2 separate regions of the Mus musculus genome follow, and region 2 is linked to region 1. The links are chromatin contacts, called in public Hi-C maps. All regions are on one chromosome and are shown on one strand. The core of a region is the stretch at or near the end of the contact, and the rest is flanking DNA. Distances in the headings are between cores, read along the strand shown. Region 1 overlaps Apba1 (amyloid beta (A4) precursor protein binding, family A, member 1). Region 2 overlaps Apba1 (amyloid beta (A4) precursor protein binding, family A, member 1).

Region 1 (5,556 bases), core at 2,502-5,001:
ATGCACTCACTGGTAAGTGGATATTAGGAAAAAAGCTTGGAATATCCAAGATACAATTCACAGACCAAATGAAGCTCAAGAAGAAGGAAAACCAAAGTGTGGGTGCTTCAGTCCTTAGAAAGGGGAGCAAAATACTCACAGGAGCAAATATGGAGACAAAGTGTGGAGCAGAGACTTAAGGAAAGGCCATCCAGAGACTGCTCCACCTAGGAATCCATCCCATATACAGTCACCAAACCCAGACACTACTGTGGATGCCAAGAAGTGCTTGCTGACAGGAGCCTGATATAGCTGTCTCCTGAGAGGCTCTGCCAGAGCCTGACACATACAGAGGCAGATGCTCACAGCCAAACATTGGACTGAGCACAGGATCTCTAGTGGAGGAGTTAGAGAAAGGACTGAAAGAGATGAAGGGGTTTGCAGCCCCATAGGAGGAACAACAATATCAACCAACCAGATCCCCCAGAGCTCCCAGGGACTAAGCCACCAACCAAGGGGTACACATAGAGGGACCCATGGCTCCAGCTGTATATATGTAGCAGAGGATGGCCTTGTCGGGCATCAATGGGAGGAGAGGTCCTTGATCCTGTGAAGGTTCAATGCCCCAGTGTAGGGAAATTCGAGGGTGGGGAGGCAGGAGTGCGGGAACACCCCCATAGAAGCAGGGGTAGGCGGGATGGGATAGAGGGTTTCAGGGGGGAAGGAACTAGGAACAAAAAAGCCAGACTTCTGTCTTTCTCCCCCTAAACCTGTTCTTTCTACTATCACTTCCATGATGATTCCAGTAGCTCAAACCCTTGGCATCATTCTTCAGTCCTTTCTTCCACACTCGAGCAAATCTGTGAGACACTCACCATTCCTACCTTCAAACTCGGCCAAGAACTAACTTAACTGTTCTTATTCCTCATTAAAGTTGCCACCATCCTTTACCAGGAGACGGGCAATTGATTTCTAGGCTTCAGCAACCATGCCTAAATGTAAGTTAGATCATGTATCTCTTTTAATAATATAGTGATGTCTCATTCTACCCTCACTGACCTTTGACCTCCACCTCTACACATATATACCCAGCCACAGGGACCTCCTTGTAATTTCATGAAATGCCAGCATTTCCTCTGCATTCTCTGTCCCTCTGCCTGAATTTACTGTCCCCCAGACAAGAGACAACTTATTCTTGTTATGAGTCTGCTCAAATGTCACCATATAAGAGAAGTTCTCCAAATCACAGTCCCCAGCACAGTACTTTTATGGGTCTCCAGACATACTATACAGTCATTTATCTTCCTCCCCATCCCCGTACATTTTACTAGATTCCATATACTATGTCCCCAGAGGAACAGTGTGCGATACTTATCTAGTGTTCATTGACTTATTATTATTACAGGACAACACAGGGTGTGGGGTATACACTAACAGATTTAAACAGTGTAATATAGTGATGTTAACCTTAAGTAATATATACAGCAGAGATGTGGGCATTATTTACTTTGTATTACTGAATCTTTCTACCTGTTGAATGGCAGCTTCTCCCCACCACTTCTCAGGTTCTGGCAGCTGCCCTCTATCCTTTCCTTCTGTCAGTTGACTATATTAGATTTTTCATGGAAGTGTTTCTGTGACTGGCTTATTTCATTTGGCAGCATGTCCTCCAGAGTCATCCGTGTTGCTGCAAATGGCAAGAATACTATTCGACTATACGCATCAACTTTATATCTTCTTTCTTCGTCACTGGGCATTTAAGCTGTTTGTGCATCCTGGCTATTGTGAATAGCGCTACAGAGAACATGTGAGTGTGGATATTTCTGTGAGATCTTCATTTCAATTCTTTTAGATAAGTACCAAGAAATGAGGTTGCTGGGTAATAAGCTATGTCCATTATATATATATATGCTAGAGAGATGGCTCAGTGGTTAAGAGCACTAGATGCTCTTCCAGAAGACCCAGGGTTCAATTCCCAGAGCTCACATTCAGTTCACAACTGTCTGTAACTCCAGGTCCAGGGGATCTGGCATGCTCGTAGAGACAGATATGTGGTTAAGATATCAATACACATAACAAAATAAATAAATCTTTAAGAAAAAGAATCTTGATACAATTTTCCATAGCAGGAGTAAGAATTTATAGCCTCACCAGAAAAACACAAAGCTTCTAGTTTTTCTACATCTGCAGCAAAGCATCTTTGTTTTTGGAGGGGCCATCCTAGCGGGTGAGCTGACACCTTGTTGTGATTTTGATTGGCACTTGTCATCCGTGATGCTGGCCATGCCTTTTCATATCTACTGGCCATTTGTACCACATCTTTAGAGAAATGTCTAGTTAAGTGATTCCCTCCTCTTTTTTTTTTCTTTTCTTTTTGCATTGTTGTTTCCTTGCTATTGAGTTATAGGTCAGTAAATATTTTTGAGTGAATGAATGGATGAGTCTCTAGCTAATAATGGCTAAGTCAACATATTGCAAAGTACCTAAGAGAGCCCAGCGCACTGGAAGTTACAGAACAAATCACTACTGTTAAACCAAGAGAAAGGGGAGGAGAGACTTTAGTGCAGGTTCTCACACAAGGAATAATCGCACGGAAGAAAAGCAGTTTCCTTCCCCTTTACTTCATAAGCGCGTTGACATTTATTTTTTTCTTCTTAGCTCCAATTATGAGCATCTTGCTTAGAGGTGAGCGTATGTTCTGCTCTTATTTAAAATAATCCTCTTTGGATAAAAATATTTCCAGAAACTGTTTTCAAAGTGTGACAATTTATGGCAGGGCTAATAAACATGCACAAAACAACACAGTTTTTAAAAACTAAAGACTCCTTAGAGCAGTCGAGGTTCACAGCAGAACTGAGGCACGAACACAGCAAGCTCCCACACAGACCCCCTTCTCCACACCGGCCCCCAGCCTTCCCAACCACCATCACCGCCACCAGAGCGGCACATTCGCTGCGGTCTGTGAACCACACCGGCAAGTCACTATGCAGTGAACATGTCCAGCGCTTACACTGGGCTTCAGGCCTGGTGTGTGTTCTATGAGTCCTGATAGATGTTCGAACCTGCACTACCCCCATACCACCACGCAGAGCACATTCACTGCTCTTCAAGCTCTCTGGGCTCCTCTTTCTCCCAACCATCCCTTAACCCAGCTTCTGGGGATCACTGACTGCTCTCTGCCTTGATAGTGCTGCCTTTTCCAGAACATCTTATACAGACAACCCTCTCCACCTATGATGGCTGACCTAGGCATTTTTTTTGACTTTCTGATATTTACAGCAATATGCATGCTGTAGTGACAGTATTCCAAACTTTGCATCTTGGTCCCTTCCCAGCTTAGCAATAAAAGATACATCCTGGAGGAGGTGCTTGGGCAGCCCCAGTGAGCTATACCATCCCAGGCAGCTAGGAGATCTGCAGGGAAACTCTGGTATCTTACAGTGTGCCCTGTTGCCAACCAAAGATGTTTAGCAGGCTAGGGGCAGTAAATGCACTGTGGATTTAATGATGTCTTCAACTTACAGCCAGTTCATTGGGATTGAGCCTTGCTATAAGCTGAGGAACACACGTAATTGATCCATTAGTATGAACATTTCAGACAGCTCCGCATAGTATATACACCGGGGAGTCTTCCATGCCTTTTCGTGCCTTGATAGCTCACTTGTTTTTAGTGTAGAATGCTAATTTTAAAACTCATGTACCATCTGAAGGACGTCTTGGCTGCTGATACGTTTTGTCAATTAGGATCAATGCTGCTATAAGCATCCCTGTGTGCAATTTCTATGGAAACTTTTTTTTCAACACATTTGGGCCAGTACCAAGTGGTTAAATGATGAATCATACGTATGGTAAGCATATTTTTAGTCTTGTTAAGAAGCTGCCAAACAATCTTCCAAGGAAAATTATACAACTTTAGTTATGTTGAGTGCCTCCTTTGGATCTCAAAACTATCCAAATGTACGAGTGAAATCAGACCATCTCTGTATTTAAGATAGATAATTTCTTAGGAATTATAGAAACTCGGCAGTCTTCTGAGGATGACTAGGGAGAGGCAGAAGGGCAAGTGAGCCGTCTTCACTTCCAAATATATCACTAGCCAAGATATCCTTCGTCTCATTTTCCTTTCAGGGACACTCAGCTCTGCGGCCCCAGACATCCAATTGCACCTCGGAAAGCGGTCAAATTGTTTCTGACTGCACCGGGTTCACTTCTTCAAGGTCAAAGCTCTTCCTCTGGTGCTCAATTATCAGGGGTTCTTGGCTTCCACGAATGGCACCCCACGGGTTTCAAGCTGCTCATGGCAGTCCTCGGCCTGCGGTTGATAGCTGATGAACAGAGACGCCCTGACAGTTCTGAGCATGCGCTGAGCTGCAGGCTGTGGGCCCTCTGCCTCCCTCCTCCCATTTTGCTGGGCTCCCTATCTGTTGGTAGAGCACAGCTTCCAGGGTATCTCAGCTTCTCACTGTTGTTGGCTTCCCTACTCGTGAGAGGGCAAAGACATGCAGAAAGCATCAGGAAGTGGAGAATTATAGAATGCAGGAAAAGCCTGGTCATATGCCCCGCCTCCTTCCCAGCCTGGCCTGCAGATGAAGCCGCTGTGCTCAACATACCCAGTAGCTGGGCCCACACATCAAGGGCACATGCTCCAGGCGGTGAATGTCATTTCCTATGGCCAGAGGATACTATTCGTGCTCAACTACTATTCATCCTTAAAACAGCTCTAGGTCACTGCTGGCCTTCAACTTTACTAGAAGGAAACTTAGAAGCGGGTAGGTTGAGTGAAGTCAAGTGAGTGGTGAGGCTGGGGTTTGAACTTGTCCACTCTGGCTTGTTCCTGAATTCTGCACACTGCAGCCACGTGCTGCTCTGCTATCTCGACAATGTCTAGCTCTTTCTGCTTAGCCCAGTGTGCTAATTAGATGTCTCGCTCATTACAGTTTGCATCCAAAGGAGTATTTCACAAACACTTCAGAAAATCACATTAGTTTAGATCCAAATAATTTGACATGCATTTCATGGATCCTAAACTCCATTTCCTTCTGGATGAAACAGACATAGATCAAATGCCCATGTCTGTCACAAGAATAGAACAAGGAGAGGTTTCTAGGGAGCCAACCCCCTGCATCAGAAAAGCCTATGCCAATACTGGCTTCTACCGCCCTCACTGGATTTTGATTCTGAAGCCGAATGGGCCTTTCCTTTTGCAGCATCTATGAAAAAAGCTGGTGAAATGGGGAAGTCAGTCCTTTCAGTACTCATAGCACCTTTAAGGGATATTTCTGGAACCCTCTGGAAACACTTGCTCACGTTTCAACCACCACCACAGAAATTACAAGTCATGCCTAAATATTCCTTATGGCAGGTGGCAGAGGCTCTTTGCTTCCCCGCCGCTTGTTGGCTGAGTTTCTGCTACTCAGTGTAGCTGAAAATAATACAAAAGTAGTCGATTTCAACACCCTCTAAGATTCAGAACAGACATTCTAGCACTCCGTTATACGTATGCATCCAAAAGGCTGCCATATAGCGAAGTGTCTTTAGACAAGTTCACAATGACACAAGCAAAGAGGGTATATATGA
Region 2 (5,988 bases), core at 268-2,767, 75 kb before region 1:
AGGCCCACTGTGCACCAGCTTTGCACAGGGGATGTGGCAGGAGTGACCTTCCTAGTGTCCTGAACTCTGACCACTTTCTGTCCTTGTTGGGCCTATCAGGCAGTGGCCAGTGTGTCAGTCGGCTTTCCATAGTCACAAGCAGGCTTACCCATGGAACTGTTTGATGCTGGTAGCCTGTACTCGAGGAACACTATTGTGTGAACCAAAGAGGCACTAGAAACCTACTCTGTCCCACGGTGTGGCTTGGGGAGAGCAGGGACTTGGTGATCCCTGGCTAAACTCACTTTTTACTGGAATGGAACTGGTGGCACAGCCAGCCGCTGCACAGGCTTAGGCTGTGACCACTGGCGAATGAACTGAAAACCCCAAACGTCTTTATTGGATGAAAAGATGAAAGGAATGAACCAGCCAGAAAAATATTCAATATATCTCCATTTTTAGTTGTTATTAATTTTGGAAAACTCGTACTTACAATTCCATTCTGTACGCTGAAACCCAGCTGGTAGCGAAGGTCCGGCCTCCTTATTAGCACTGTGGTCACTGGGGGGCACCTCACGATATTCAGCTTCACTCGGGACTGGTTCTTTAAGCCCTTGACACATGAATAAAGTACAGTGGAGATGGTGACCACTCCATCAGGCAGAGGAAATAAAGACAGACGACGTGGCCTGACCCAGAGGCAGCACCCAGACCTGCAGGCTTCTGACGATCTCACTGCTACTGTATGCGTGTGAGCTGGAGCTGTCCCCATGAGGCCCCCTGGAACCCGCCCAGTCTGTGTGAGACAGGTGTCCTGTGGATGGCATCTTCACTTTGGAAAATGGACTGTGTCACCCTTGACTATAAGGAAGAGTTATGTGTGCTCAAAGGTGAGGGGTGTGCAGAGTCGGTAGAGGGCCCCATGGGACATGGGCCTCTTCCTCTACAAGGCAGACTCTAGCAGTGACTCCTCACAAAGGGCGTACACGTCCCAGCAAGCAGTCCATCCACACAGCCGGATCTTTCCTGGTCTCTGACTCTTCTTTCCCATTCTATGTCTAGAGAGATTGCCTACGTCACGGACTTCACTCCCACAGCAGGATACTCCAGTGAGTCTCTGCCTCCTTGAGGTGTGGACTGTGAACAAATGAAACATGGAGACTGTATATGGGTTCATCCTTGGCTGCCTACCCTACCTCTAGGTCAGAATGGATTGTCGAAGAAAATCTGGTCTTTAATTATGAACAGGAAACAGTTTTTCAGAGCCTGTTTGGAGCTTTCTACACACTAGCCACACAATCCCTCCCTCAGGTAGGCTCACCTACTACCTCATCAGCTATGTGCTGAGAAATGAGGGCCAGAGGAAAGAACCCATCCTAAATATGAACACGTTCCCTCCAGTGTTGCTGTCTCTGAGGAAGGCCTGTGCTGCCCGGGCTGCCTCCTGCTTGCCAGAGCAGGTACTCTGAGGGGAGCACGCTCAAAGCTCTCGGAGCCTCTCCCCACACCTGCTCTCCAGCTGGTGCTCCAAATCCCAGTTCAAGAAACACAGTGCCGAGAAAAAGGATGATTTTGGCGTCCTGGAGCAAATGGACCACACTGGTGTGTCCGGAAGCCCTGCTGCTACAGTTGAGGCTGGGAGATCAGAGCATCCAGGAAATGCCTGCCTGCCTGGACTCCTATCTGCCAAGATCAGCTGCTTAAGAAATGGCTCAAGATCAGCTTAGACTTCCCTCCAAGGGAGCAAGGGAAAGGGGTTTGGAGGTGGGTGAGTATGTTCTTCTCCGAGAGAGCAACAATTAGAAGGAGCAGGGATTTGAGGAAAGCTAGATTTCATTCAGGCCCACGATGTCCCCTAGAGGTAGCAACCCACTGTGACTTGATGTTCAAGCCAATGCAGGTATCACCAGTGCCCCCAGTACTCTGGGGCTAGGAAACACCCTCCTTAAGGGAGTAGTATTTTCAATGTGGTGGAATGAATGGCATGTGCTTTTCCTGCATCAGACACCAATGACAGATTTGGGCCTTCTGTGGACAAGTCTTGTTGTCATGTCAGCAAGGGAGAGAGAAGGTCTGGCTTTCTGCTCCCAGCAGTGGGACAAGCATAGTCAGGTGAGGAGGACAGAGCTGCTGTCCCTAGACCAGAGCTCATCTCATATTTCTGCTTCTGTAACAGGAGGCTCGTAGGCACTCTGCTCTATCTTACCTTCTCCACTGTTTTCTACATGGTGACACTGAAGTCTCTGTCAGGTCTAGATAGTTCTTCCAAAATGCCTCAGTCTATGCTGAAACAGCCATTAAAAGCTTAAAAGCTTCAAACTCAGACTCCCTGACATCACAGCCTATGGTATCATGAAGCATGACAGTCCGGGCCTTTGCCACATGCAGATTATATTTTTTTCTTGAGCACCTACTCTTTGTTCATTTAAAAGTCACTTACATACCAAGGAATGGGTTAGGCACTAGAAGGAATAAGATTCTCTAGGTCTAAGAAGTGGGAAGGGAGAAGAAGAGGCTAAGAGAGGTCACACAGAGAGTATCAGAACTAAGACTGGGTGGTGGCCAAGGCAGCTTGAGTCCCACTACATTCATCCAGTATTTCCCCCTGAAGACCACACACTGTAAGATCAGGAGTTTGTGGAAAACCAGAGCAGAGAGTGACAGGATTTGACCAAAGGGACTGTAGGCCTTCCCACATTGCTCTGGCGAACTGATTCAAAATGCCTCAGCAAAATAACTTCAAGGCTGGAGAAAATGTGCTCCAGCGTAAAGCTTAGGAGGTGGCGGTCTGAAATAACCAGGGTACGCTCTGCTCTGCTGAGCCTAATCAGCGTTCAAGTTGGGTCCCATTAACTTAGATTTCCTACCTGCCATTTTGTTGGAGGTGCCAATTAAATAAGTGGTCATTTCATCCCCATGACAACAGTGAATGATGCCGTGAATTAAGAAACACAGCGAGAAAGGAGGAAGAGTGGTCTCTATAGCAACCAGAGCAGAACCAAGATACTCTTGAGAAGGACAGGGAAGCTGGGCACTAGGCTGGAAAGGAACAGACGTCTAGAGAGCAGGACTTGGAGGTAATGGCGTGAACCGAGACGGATGCTAGCATGCTTTGCCTACCAGTGGCGGTGCTTCAGGAATAAATTACACCTGGAAAGGTAAAAGAGCTAGGCACAAAAGAATGTAGAGGGTTTCTGTAACTAGAAACAGTCTACTTCCTGCAGTGGGGGTGGGGCAATTAGCATTGAAGTGGTAAGACACAGAACACATAGCTTTAGATGCCTGTTTCCAAAGTGCAGGCCAGAAGACTCCCTGAGAGTTTGCTGAAAGGTAGAGCCCCACTTAAGCCTTGTCAGAACACGACCAGTATCTTTAACAGCATCCTTGGGTGGCTCATGTGTGAGAAGCCATGATTGGTCAAGATGCAAGATGCTGGGTATATAATAATAAAGCACACTGGGATCTACTGAAATAAACAGCACTGCAGTAGTGTTCTGAAGTCCAGACATCCCCTGGCAGTAGCTGAGGGGTCTGGGGTTGGACAGTGTGAGCATCTGTCTAGGTCCAGGCACAAAGTGGGTGATGTCTAGAGAGCAATAAAAAATGGCACTAAACCTACTGAGTGTGTCTTCGTTTAGTATCGTGGGTTCCAGCAGGTTGTGGCAAATGTTCCACAGCGAAGAAGAGCCATAGGTAGGCTATCTGATTTTTTTCAGCTCAACAGAGCTGAGTATCTTGGGGCACTGAGTGCCTGGCAGTCTCTGACTGTCCCTGCCTGCTGTGCACATCTCTGTGAGGGAGGCCACAGAGAAGCAGGCAGCTTTCTCAGGCCCTCGTCAACAGTCTTTCATTGTCATGCGGCATTTTCATCTTCTGAATCCATGGCAACTCCATTTACAGACATCAACGTTTGGCTCCTCAAACAAACTTTCCCTCCTCTCCCACCCCCAGGAAGCCTGAGTTTTGCTTTTTTCTTGACTGAGTTAGTGGTCTGTGGACAGTGTGGAGTCCCTAAGCGGTAGGATCAGCTTGACCACATGGACACTATGACCCTTGTTGTGTCTGTGCCATTTAGAGGGCAATGGGGACAGGTAAGAGGAGAGTTGGGTTCCAATGAATGGCCAGTTGGGAGCTCTAAGCTTTTGGAGTTTCTGGTACAGGGTGGCTTCTGGGAAGGCCAGCTTCTGACGCCAGGCTGGGAGTCATCAGAGATTCCTGCTTCTCAAATGCAGGCCCATCCCCGTCTTCACTCACGTTCCCTCTGCTGCCCCGCCCCCACTCTCTCTCTCTTCAGTCACCGTGGGCTGCCACAACGAAATATCATACACTGGGTAGCATTACTTCTACTAGTCACACAGGCCAGAAGTCTGAGATGAGGGTGCTGGCAGCCAGGTGACGATGAGGGGGCTCCCCTGGGCTACAGACTGCTGTCTTCTTGTTGCTTTCACATGGAGGAAGAGAGGCTTGTAGCATCCCTTGCACAAAGGCGCTGATGCGATTCATGAACACATCACCTTTAGGACCTAGTCACCTCCCCCAAATCCCCTGGGTTATTTGACATGTATTTTAAGGGGACATATTCAGTCTATAATACCCCTCCCTCAAAGCCATAGCCTTTCCAGACCTAGATCAGCTGCCCATAAAGTTACCCTCACCAACCTCACTCACCATGTTCTCTCTCGCATCTGAACTCTGCACTCACACACAGACTCTCGAGATTGGCAGTGCAGGGGCTGTTCTATGCATTGTAGGATGTGCCTGTATTCGTAACTTGCTCACAGTGGGACAGCCAAGACAGTCTCCCGTCTTCTGGGGCATGCATTAGTACCTGTGGCTAAGGATGTGCACTTGGACAGACACCTTCCCTGGACACTGCTGTCTTGGGATCATATTATTGTTCACTGGTGAGTGATCTGTCTATACCAAGGGCCAGCTATGTAATCATTGTTCTGTGCCTCGGTGTCTCGTTGTGCAGCGGGTGAGCATAGTACCTGCTACATTAGAAGTTCACGAGCAACCAGAAAGCCATGAGTTTGGTGAGCGAATCTACAACCACCCTCTGGTCAGTGCTCAGTGCATAGCCCTTGTCTTCTGTAACTGTGGGGCCAGTCATCACTTCTTGCTAGGCCTAGCTCCTGGCTGAGGTCCTGCTCACTGTCTGGACCACACAGCCCCTTGCCGTTCTCACATGCACACACAAGTAATGTGTTCACAGGAGAGAGGGGAGAAGGCACGCCAATGGGCAGTGCTCCTGCCTTTTAGTAAAGGTCACCATGACAACACCAGATCAAACCTTGCAGGTCAGGATAAGATCTACCTCTTGACTCAACACTAGCCCATTGTCCATCAATCCAGGCAGACACTTCTAACTGCCCCCCGTCCCTCCTTGACATATACCTAGGTTCTAATGCTTTCAGAGTCAACTTTAGCACTGTCCTATAAATGTTTCCTTGCCTAAGTGCTTGCCACCCTTTACCTCTACGTTGCTATGCACCCTGTCAACAATATAATTATCTTCCACGTGTATGGCTTCTCCATGGTTCAGCTCAGCACCCAACGAAGGTCCAATGAAACATATCCGAGTGAGTCTCTGCATTAAGCAGATTCTCTGATCTCATCATTACTGTACAGCCATGTGCCACACAGCTTAGTCAACCGTAGCAGTCCTCTAAGACAATACTGAAAGATTCCCATTACCCAGAGACATCGCGGGCATCCTGACATCACGGTACAACTCACTCCTCACGTCTGTGGTGATGTATGTGTAGACTCCCTGCACTGCAAACTTTTAGCCATAAAAGCACAGCATGTGTGTTTGTACACATATGTATGTACAAAATATTTAATTAAGGCCATGTTATTTGCAATCTAAATATTCATTGTGCTGCATTTCTATCATTATTTTAGGGTGTTCAGTCATTAAAACAGAACATTAACCATAGGATAGTATGCTGTCTTATGCTGGCAGCCCCTCATGGGTCTTACAGTTACTATCCTGGTTTTATCAAG

What was found. A called contact is a pair of places that touch in the nucleus more often than the background predicts.
Region 2: a Hi-C map of cerebellar granule neurons shows a contact between it and region 1, with 2.1 times the contacts expected there. A contact is called at or near these places in 3 of 39 promoter capture datasets (embryonic stem cells, hippocampal neurons and liver), 97 of 484 Hi-C or Micro-C datasets (the 3T3-L1 cell line, 3T3-L1-derived adipocytes, the 63-12 cell line and 56 more) and 18 of 130 datasets of targeted methods (the NIH/3T3 cell line, bone marrow-derived dendritic cells, differentiating embryonic stem cells and 5 more).

What each region holds. Positions count from the first base shown.
Region 1 is chr19:23,866,011-23,871,566 of GRCm38.p6, reverse strand. The region is part of intron 1 of Apba1 (amyloid beta (A4) precursor protein binding, family A, member 1); the gene reads right to left. Among named protein-coding and RNA genes, the nearest start is that of Gm34076, 49 kb to the left of the region's middle.
Region 2 is chr19:23,938,615-23,944,602 of GRCm38.p6, reverse strand. It overlaps Apba1 (amyloid beta (A4) precursor protein binding, family A, member 1), which reads right to left. Exons shown (of 13, transcript NM_177034.3): 11 at 473-592. Among named protein-coding and RNA genes, the nearest start is that of Gm34076, 24 kb to the right of the region's middle.